2 separate regions of the Ovis aries genome follow, and region 2 is linked to region 1. The links are chromatin contacts, called in public Hi-C maps. All regions are on one chromosome and are shown on one strand. The core of a region is the stretch at or near the end of the contact, and the rest is flanking DNA. Distances in the headings are between cores, read along the strand shown.

Region 1 (5,354 bases), core at 2,466-4,965:
TCTTGTTTCATAGTTAAGAACTGTCATGACAAAGTAATAAAAAGAGTCCTTTAAAAATAGTTATAATATTTCAGATGTCAAATACCAATTACCACAAAATTTTACTCCGAGACCTGTAGTATTTTTCTCACTAAATGCTTTGTAATTCTTTTCATTTTATGATTTAAACGTTTCCTTTTCTAGACTCTAAGCTCTCTGAGGGCAAACACTGTTTACTAGCCATCCTACCTATTCTACTCTTTATGGATATTTTACTGACCTACAGGTGTTTCTTAAATGAATGACTAGGTCCCTTTCTGTTTAATTACAAACACAGGGAACCCTGAGTGTGATAGTCTTACGTCTTAGCAGAGGTGTCTCTGACACTTTGGTAGATAATTTCTTATAATTTCATCTGGGAATTTAAAAATCCTATTTTCCACCCTCTAACAATGCCATCTGCGACGAAGAGAGGATATACTGGGAGACTGCTTGGTGATGACCATTCATGACATACCTTCTCCTGTAGAAAGCAACTGCTGAGATCTCCCCTGTGGATCTGAAATACATGATTGTGCACACAAGGAGATGCTGGACCATATTCCTCATCCTCTATGTCTTACGCTAAATAACGTGTTTATTTTTAAAAGCATTGTTGTTGTTTTATGACAACAATAATACCCTTCTGTTATGCTGAACAGTGTATAGAATGTCCTATATGCATTATTTCATTTAATCTGTACGGTCAGCTTATGTATATATTTTTAAACATTTAGATTATTTATTTGACTACATTGGGTCTTTATTACATCATGTGGATCTTCCACTGTAGCATATGGGCTCCAGAGAGCATGGACTCTGGAGCATATGGGCTTGGTAGTTGTGGCACGTGGGCTTGGTTGCCCCGTGTCCTATGGGTTCTTTGTTCCCCAACCAGAGATCAAACCTACCCTGCCTTGCAAGGTGGATTCTTAACCATAGGACCACCAGGGAAGCTGCAGTAAGCTTATATTTTTATTGCTGTTTTACATGCAGCGGTCTGAGAACTGGGAGGAGAAAGAGTTAGCTAGTCTGTGCCATTAGGTACATTATCTCATTTAACTTTATAGCAGCCCTGGAGGAAAGCGGTAGGGTCTCTATTGTACCAATACATATCCAAGGTTCAGAGATACTATAATACAACTGAGATTCAAACTCTGGTTTGTCTAGCAACAAAACCTATGCTCCTCTCACTACACCAGTAGTGAGATTCAATGCCATATTGAATCAATATTGATTCAATGCCATAATAACCTTTATTCTGTAGAGTCTACTTCTTAGGACTGAAGTCACTGATTTCTGCTCTCCTTCTCCTGCCTCCCGCCCTCCCCACTACCCCAGGTTTATTGAGGTGTAACTGACAAATAAAAATTGTATGTATTTAAGGTGCTCAATGTGATGATTTGATATATCCATACATTATAAAGTGGTTACCACAGTCAAGCTAATTAACATATCCATCGCCTCACATATTTACCCTTTTTGTCTATAAGACCAATTAGGTCTACTCTCTCAGCAGATTTCCAGTATGCAGTACAGTAATGTTGACTATAGTTACCAGTTCCACATTAGATCCTCAGAACTTACTTGTCTTATAACTAGAGGTTTGTACCCTTTGACTCACCTCTTCCCATTTCCCTGACCCCCAGGCCCTGGGGACTAGGATCTCACTCTCCGCTCTTGAGTTCAGGGAGCCACTGCTCCTCCCTAGTAACCCTGTGATGTAGACATGGACGTGAACCTGGAGAACATCCTAGGACAGGCTTTCTTTGCCTCCTTCCCACAGAGAACTCATACTTGAGTCCTCTGTCTGCAGTGATAAACCGAGAGGATTGGACACCATGTTTTATTCCTGTCTGGAGCTGTTCACATTGTCTCCAACCAAGGCAATGATTTGGAATTTGGGGTTAATAATGCCGACCATCATTAGCATTCTCATCATTTTTCCCCTGTCTCCCTCTTCCTAAGCCTAATTCCTTTCTACAGAATGTCCTCGAAAACTAGCACCACAAATTTAGCAGTTTGGTTGGACTAAGAAGCAGAGAGCGATGGCTGCCCTGCTTCTGTCTTGCATTTCAGGGATGTTTGTTCTAAAACTCCCCAAAACAACCAATTTAACTAGACCAACCTGTGGCCTTGTGAGAATACTGCAGAGACTCTTTAAAAAAAAAAGAGATTAAGCTTGCTTCTGACCAAGTAGACTAATTTTGGATGCTAGTAACCCTGGTTGGAAGGTAGAAACATCAGTGTTCAGTTTTGGGTCAGGGAGTCGTTGTTCAGTATGCTAAGAGAATTCATTTTCCTTGAGTGTTTTTCCTTTCAAGTCACGTTTTACTGCTGGAGTTACTCAGCGAATTAATAGGTATAGAAATACAAAGCTCTTTTCTTATTATATCCTATCGATCTGATTGCAGTGTCATTAATTGAAAGAGTAGGAAAATGTGATGGATGGTTCAGCTTAGGATTCTATATTCGTTTTGGCCCAAATCTGTTGCAAGAATGCTGCAGGAAACTGACCAAAAGCAGCCTTTTGGTCTGACGTGAATTCTTTCTTTGTCAGTCCTTGGGAGAGCACTCAGTCCTAGTGAGATTTACAACGTGAAATTATAAACTGTTTCTACCCTTAAAGGAAAACCAACACTCAGGTTGCTAATTTGTAGAGCTGACAAGAATCCATGTTGTTCCTCCCTTTTATAGATACCATGTATATGACATTAACCAAAAAAACCAATTCTGACAGAAACAAATTTTGACTCAAAAATAAGGAAGTGGACATTTTGCTCTTTGTTTTAAGTACTTTTATTTGGAATATTGTGGTTGTGAAACATTGTTTTCATTCATGACCACTGCAACCATCTCATTTTTGTGGTGTGTGAAACTTCAGAGATTGGTTATGTGGTTAGAGATTGTTTTTTAGGGTTATTTTCTTTTGGGGTTGTTGGACCTGCAATCCCTTGAATTTCCCCCATAAATTTAAATTAACTTGGGAATTTTATACATGTACAGATATGTCCACATACATATTTAATAAGGAATCTTTTAAAATATTTTAATCCTCTATGTGAACGAAAAATTCCCAGGCTCAAACAAAAGCATATCAGATTATGTCTGATTTGTTTGCAAAGGCTGAGCTGGTCTCCTTGCTTTCTTGCTTATGCTTTAATGAGCTGGGCTATTTTTCTCTCCTGTTTATTATTTTAAATGTTTGAAGCTTGAGGTGAACGGGAGGAGCACTCAGATTCAAAGCACGTCGACATGGCAGAAGACATCACTTGTCTCATTGCTTGCTTTTAATAAACATTGTTTGGAGAAGTTTTGAAGTTTAGGACATGTTACTCATAATACATGTCCTGCTGAATATTTTTTCATCCTTACTTTGTGGCATTCAGATGTGGTATTTCTCAAGGTGCGAATGCTGCTCCTGGTTGTACTTTTGGATGGTAGAATAAGGCATCCGTGGAAAGATATGAAGTGAGCAAATGGCCACACGGCGTGACCTCATTCTGGAGCACATCTTGAAAATGTATTTCATGGTCTGAGTGCAGAGACAATGGATTGCGGTTCGGGGTCCTCTTCACTGACTTTTGGCTTGGTGAGAAACGTGGCTGCTTCCTCTGATCTTCAGCTCCCCTGAGAGTGAGAAAGAGGCTGCTCCCACGTTCGGATGTGAATACTGCCGCTGAGTGCACAGACTGTCTTACCCCGATATTGTGTCTAAAAATATATCCTCAGAGAGGCAGGCATATGCTCGCGCCTCGGTGTGAAGGAGCTGTCGCCTGTGTTCCTTGCTGTCCCCGTCTAGATGCTGGAGTGAGAGATTAAATGATCCCAGAAGCCCTGCCAGGGTTTTGATTTGCCATTGTCTCTGCTGCTTCGCTGCCTGTGAGCGGGACCCCCGATGCAGGGCTTTCAGAGACCAGCCGGTGCTGATGGAGTCCGTGACTCGCTGCCGGTGCCTGCTCCTTCTGTTGTGCTCTGTCCCAGCCACGCTTTTCTCGCCTTTTTGGGAGGCAGAGAGCACGGGGCAGAGGTTGCACTTGGCACATTTCAACTCCGTTGTCACTGCTGTGGCTGTTACTCCCTTCGGCAAGAGCCAAGGAGCAAACAGGACGGTGGGTCACCTCTCCAGCTATTTAGCACCATTTCCCTTCCCCTTTCTTGACATGGTTAGGATTTTTTTTTTTTTTCTGTCTTCAGTGACAAGGTTTGATGGGTGGTGGTGTGTGTGTGTGTTGGGGGGGTGGTTCATGAGCCTCCCTCGCTACCTCTGCTGTATCTTGATGGGGACCTGCTTTCTCCTGATTTCTACCACCTCTCCTCATTTCCAGAGCTTGCTAGATTCTTCATCCTGTTCCTGCAGCTCAGTGGGGTTTTCTGTTTGAGTGTTATCTCCAAATTTCTCAGCTTTTGTAGTCACCTCCCAGGTTAAAAGGGGGTAACATGATTGTTGAAATAATTTTGTCCAGGAAGAAAGAAAAACAGACATGGCTCTTTAGAGTGATAGTCCTAAGAAGAGGGGTCCATAGCACAGGGAAATCAGGTGGACTCTTGGAGCCCCTGTCACAGTGTGGCTGTAAATGTATGTCTTCAGGTAAGACTTTCTGTCTTATTTACAGAATTTGGAAAATATATTAGCCTTCATGATAGCTCCCATACTTTATTGGAAAATAATTTCAATTCTAACAACAAGTGCTGAGGAAAGAAATGAAGCTTTTTATGGGCCAGAAAAGAAGAGTTAAAATCATAGATCACATCAGAAACAAAGTCCACCACTCCCTTTGCAATGATCCCTATGCAAAATGAGTAAGAGCAACTGTTACTTATTCCTCCCTCTTTCCTCATATATATTCAAGTTAACAATATTTTGATGGCCTTGAAAACTGAAAGGCAAAGCCTTGTTTTTCCAAAGATTAGTTTTTTTTTGAGGTTTCTGCAAAATGAGAGAAAATAATTCTTTGTATTGTTTCAGATGGTTAGCAGGATACATACAATATAAGTTGATATTCACAAGATGTGCAATTAGGAAAAATATACTCTCACACACACATACACACACATATACACACTCCAAAAGAAACCCACCCAATGTTAAACAAAATCCAGATTTGAATTTTAACCAGATCAGTTTCATCTATTGTGGAGAATTTAGTCTTCTTATATACTTTTTCATGGCTGAATAGTTCCTTCTCCTCCTTTCATCATTATTTTATTGGTTTATTTCATAAAAGGCACTGAAATGGACAAAGAACTCTACCACAGAGTTAAGTTCTAGTGGCAGTTCATTGAAATGGAGCATGGATCAAATGTGTCATAACCTCTTATTTGTAATCAGGTAC
Region 2 (5,475 bases), core at 252-2,751, 160 kb before region 1:
CAGAATGTGTTATAGGAAATGAAAGTTTCTAAGTCACAATTAGATCTGAAAGGATGCATGGATTGGAACACAAACTTCTTGCTTGTTGGGGCTAGACACTGTGTGTAATGGTGACCCATATGCCAGTGGTGGGAACAAGTGGATTTCTTCCTTACTGAGCCCTTGGTTGCACTGTAACTGATTCAGCCAACATGGTTCTAATTGTTCCTAATTCCCACTTTCTATCCCTGCCCACACCACTAGGGTGCTTCAGTGAGACAGACTCTACCCTTTCTGGCTGCCTTTCATCCCTGCGCCCTGTGTGAAATATCCCTTTATTGCAGAGGGCTCCTGCAAGGTCCCGAGTGGGTCAGGAAAGGACATCTGAGTAAACACACAGTCAGTACACTGAGAGCACAGCAGTCTAAGACAGGTGTGTCAAAGTGGGCGTCAGGGTGGACTTTACTTGTCCTGGGGCCCAAGCCATAGAGATGGGTCTTACAGGTGATAGAAGATTGATTTGGATTCTGACCCCAGTTCTGCCAATTCCTAGATAGATAATACTGGGCAAATTACCAAACTTCTCTCAGCCTCCAATATCTTAATCTGTGAAGTGATGAAAACAGGGGCTTTATGAGATTAGATAAGATAGTGTATACAACACACTTTGCACATAGTGAAACTGAGTAATACAGTATCCCCATTCCCAAATAATGAGAGAGTGTACTCACAAAAATCTAACTCTCGAAAGTCCATGCCACTCCCTTTCCTCCCAGATTCTTGTACAGCTAGGAGCCTGGAGCCTGAGCTAATGTTCTCTGATAACTGCCTTCATTCGCAGACCCAAACCTAAATGGGCTTCGTTCTGGCAAACGAAAACCAAATGCATTTTTTAAAAGAGAATTTAATATTAGGAGTTTGTTAAACAGGCATTGAAAGAATGAAAAGGCCAAAAAGAGACAATGGAGGCAGCATGGGGATGGTTCCTGCAGGAAGCAGCTGCCATTCCTAGGCTGTTTCCTGGGGAGGAAAGAGACAAGAGACAAGCTGGGAAGATTAGAACCCAAAGCTTAGAGCAACAACCCCAGGAAGCCGGCACTGAGAAGAGAAGGGGTTTGACCTTGCAGGTGCCACAGGAGCTTGGTTTGGGGACCCTGTGTAGCTGGGACTTGGGCATCAGAAGAAAGGGTACTGCTCAGCTGGTGATGGTGCCTCTGAAGGGCCCTGTGATAAGTGAGCAAAACCTGGATCCTGGGCCAATTGTTTCTGCAACTCACTGCTGCTGCTGAGATGGGGAACTTGCTGGGTGACACTTACAGCCAGTAAATGGGAAGAGAAATCCCTTTGTCTAGGCTCACAGTCTGTGGACAGAGTGCAGCGGACATCTGGCTGGCAGAGGAGAAGTGAGGTGTTCCGAGTCCTGCCTCAGTGTGGTGAAGCAGAGTCTGGGAGGGTGTGTTTGGAACCGGGAGGCAAGAGCTGAAAAACCAGCACAACATGCTTTGTGCTCTGATCCCTGACCTTTTTCTGATCTCCGTGGCTCTTGACTTCCAGATTTGTTTCCTGTTTACTCTCCTGCCTCCCTGCTAGCACTTGATATTTCGTCCCATTTATGCTGCTCAGATCTTTGGGATTCTCTCCTTGATGAGGATTTGCATTTGTTAGGACTTTTTTGGGTGTGAGTCAAAAAAGGCCACCTTAACCTAGCTTAGACTTTTGTTTCGGGCCTCTACTGAACAATATAACTAGGAAGGAAAAGAGTCCACTGGGGGCAGTTAAAACAAGGATGCCATGCTGCTGGTGTTTCTCTTCCATCTCTGGTCTGCGTTTTCTCAATAAGTTGGCCAATTCTTTTCCCTCTTTGGCAGATGTCCTGGCATGAATGTTGCATGCAGCCTGTAGCTGTGGGCTCACAGCCTCACCACTGTGTAGAAAGAAGAGAGTTTTCTCTCTTGTAGCTCCAGAGCAAACAATTCCAGTTCTGATTGGTTGGCTGTGGTCCTGGGCCCTCTTGGACAAGGAAAGGAGGTATTAGCTTTTCGGTTTAGCTGAAGTCTTCTGTCCACTCCTGAGAACTGGTATGACTAGAAGGAATAAGTGAGATCTTGGGAAAATAAGACATATAATTGTCCACTGTAACTTTTAATTATTTTTAAATTATAGACAAGAATTCCCTCATTATTCCTGTAAAACAGTGACATAGAAATTGTAAATGGATAGGTCTGTTCTAGGCAATACCTTGATTGTAGACACCAGGTAGTCAAGAGTCTAGATGGCATTTTTACAGGGTCCCTATGAATCTTATTATTGGACAGTTGGGGAACACAGTAAATAATAGTCTGTCCCCATTTTTTTTAAGCCAGAGTTCTGAAACAGTTGGAGAAAATTGTAGGCTCCCCCTGCTCTGTGACAGTGAAGTCAGGTAACCATTCATTAAATCATTCATCTACTACCTAGCTCAAAAGATACGTCAGGAGAACAGAAGTAAGAAAATACAGCCATGGGTTTATAAAGGAAGAATCAGTAAAGCAATGCATATGTATCAGTCCAGGGACAATGTGCGAGGGATAATGAAAGATTTTAAAAGAAACATGGATATGCTGGCTTAACCCCTAATGATGTATTCATTTATTTGGGGAGACAGAATTAGCATACTACTTACTTATTTATTGAGGACTGTCCCAGTGGTTGTTCTAAATTATTCCAGTCCCCTTAAGTCCTCAGTCCTTCCTTCTCTTCCTTTCTTGTCTGTTTCTCCTTCCTCCCTCTCCTTTCTTTCCCCTTTATTTTACAGTCTAAATGGAGGCCACCGTGTCCGTCAACCAGGAAGACAGAACCTGTATGAGGTACATGAGAGTGCTCAGCCGCTCACTCATGTCTTGACTCTTTGCGACCCCATGGACTGTAGCCTGCCAGGCTCCTCTGTCTGTAGAATGCTCCGAGGCAAGGACACTGGAGTGGGTTGCCATTTCCTACTTCAGGGGATCTTCCCAACCCAGGGATCCAACCCATGTCTCTTGGATCTTCTGCGTTGGCAGGTGGATATGAGGTATATATTAATAGATTTAGTGCAGGGAATTGATTGACATTAGGGGCTAGTTAGGTAAGTCTGGAATCTATAGGGCAGGCAGGGAGGATCATATAAATCTCAGTTAATCATTCTTTCCTCGTTTAGTTTGCTATCACTTCTTCTTTGAATTTTTCTATAAGGTTAACTAGTGTAAACCCTGGAGCTGCTCTTGATTCTTCCCATTTCCTATCTCCCATGTCAGTCAGTCAGTAAGGTCAGTTCTTTTTCTTCCTGATATTTCTCACATTGGCCCCTCCCTTTCCATCCGTACTGCCACTTCTCTAGTTGGAAACCTTGACTCTCATTCCTGGACTATTTTGTTAGACTTTCATTAATAGATACTTGACCTTTTGCTCTTCAGTTCTTCCTGAATAATATGATCAGATTATTCATCTCAAAATGGTATTTTTAGTATGTTACTCCTCTAACAAGACTTTTCTATGAGTTAGAACTATATATAATGACCTGGAGGGATGTTTATGGTAAATTTTTAGATTAAAACAGCATGGTGCATAGTACTATGGATAGAAATATACTATTTTTAATTAAAACTGGGTATATTGGAATGTATTTATCTATGATTGTATGAACATAGGAAAAAGGGTGGAAGAGGTCATGCACTGAACTATAACACTAGTTCATTGATTATCTAGGGCGGTGCTTTTAATGGAGACTTCACATTGGAGTCATCTGGATAACTTAAAAAAAATAGAAATTTCATTGGCATGGGCATCAGAATTTTAAAAAGTTCTTTATGTGAATCTAACAGGTTGAGAACCATGGCTCTATAGGATTAACCTGGATGAAGTGACTCAGAAGTATTTCTATGAATAGAAAAACATATACTCACAACTCAGTCACACTTCCACACCCAAAAGACGTGTATGACTCGGCTGAGTCACATGAGCAGAGAAAAGGCAGCTTGGCTTAAAAAATACTATATCAAGAGGGAAGGGATATATGTACACATATAGCTGATTCACGTTGATGTACAGCAGAAACCAACACAACATTGTAAAGCAGTTATCCTTCAATTTAAAAAAAAAATGGAAAAAGAAGTGTCACTATGTACCCAGGAAAAAAGCCCAATACATCTAGTAGTAAATGTACACTCTCTATCCATGAGTAAAGTATAAAATGAAACAAAATGCACAATCAGAAGAAAAGAATGATAATGAGTGTACCTTGGAAGAACGTGTACTGTGTTACAACATTGTAAATCAGCCATACTTCAAGAAAAAATAAATTACTATTGATCTACATGAACAAAAATTATATGTATATACCGAGCATCTATGTTAGATTACATACCTGTGTACACACCCATATGTATATAGGTATATATATTTGCTATTTGATTTTGTATCCCTGTGAAGAGATTACATGATTATTTCAGAAACCAGTAAGTTTAGATTACAAGTATTTTTGTTTCTATTTTTCTTTTCTTTTTTCCAATATGACATCAATGGCTGAGATCTTTCCTTGTGCAGTCCCTGTGTCTGACACCAGAGGGAGGAGGCTTGAGTATAGATATCTGATTAAAAGGCAGTTTTGGTGAAGAGGATATGTGTGAATGTTATTTAGTCATTACTAATTAGGAGGCCAGGTTTCCTGTGATTTCTTTTTCTCAAAGCCAAATAACCCAAAATAGACATGGGGCTGTATAGAGACAAACTTGAATTGTGTTTCACAAGTGGCAGGTCAACTATGAATTGATGTACACGAGACAGGAAGTTATTGATCTTGTCTTAGAAAGTCTGGAAACCATGGGTTTGGGCCTACGTTTGCTCAAACCTAGAGAACAGCTCAGGCCAAGAAACCAATAGCAGATTTCTTCCCCCATTCCAAGTTTGGAAACTTTGCCCATTATTTCTGCTTTGATCTGGACTCTGTTCAGTTTCAGACTGAACCATCTTAACAAAGTAAAAGTCCCTGAGACTGGAAGCTCGTATCTATATAAGGTCCATACCACAAAAATTTGGGCAGTAGGTGTTATTTGAAAAAAGCACATGGTCTCTATGAAAGGGGCAGGCTGGTGCCTGAACTTTCTGGGACATCTTGCTTTCTCTTGTTCAGAGTCCTTAATGATCTATGGTGTAATTAAGAAGTAGATGGTCACTGTGACCACCAGACTGAGATATATCAGTGATGTGCTGGGCTGGTTCATACTGGCTCATAAGAGATCACTATTACATTTTCAAGAATTTTCCTTGTTGGTTGTTAAACTTGGATATCCTTTCTTTTTTTTGTAGTATGTTATTCATTTAAACATAAATTTTCTTTTCTTAAAAAAAATTTTTATTGGTGTATAATTGGTTTACAGTGTTGTGTTTCAGGTGTACAGCAAAGTGAATCAGTTATGCATATACATATATCTATTCTTTTTTTAGATTCTTTTCCCATGTAGGTCATTATGGAGTACCCTG

Evidence for each region. Hi-C and Micro-C count contacts between places; a contact is called where the count stands out from the background.
Region 2: a contact with region 1 is called in a Hi-C map of mixed tissues, with 2.1 times the contacts expected there. The contact joins two enhancer-like sites. A contact is called at or near these places in 2 of 16 Hi-C or Micro-C datasets (mixed tissues and tail adipose tissue).

Annotation. Positions count from the first base shown.
Region 1 is chr15:32,723,827-32,729,180 of ARS-UI_Ramb_v3.0, reverse strand. All of the region lies in intron 1 of LOC105602212 (a long non-coding RNA gene), which reads left to right. Among named protein-coding and RNA genes, the nearest start is that of TRNAC-ACA, 180 kb to the right of the region's middle. Within about 2 kb of position 3,715, at least 6 of the 54 cell types and tissues checked have an H3K27ac peak or open chromatin away from gene starts, as enhancers often do.
Region 2 is chr15:32,883,052-32,888,526 of ARS-UI_Ramb_v3.0, reverse strand. All of the region lies in intron 3 of LOC121816640 (a long non-coding RNA gene), which reads left to right. Among named protein-coding and RNA genes, the nearest start is that of UBASH3B, 150 kb to the left of the region's middle. Within about 2 kb of position 1,501, at least 6 of the 54 cell types and tissues checked have an H3K27ac peak or open chromatin away from gene starts, as enhancers often do.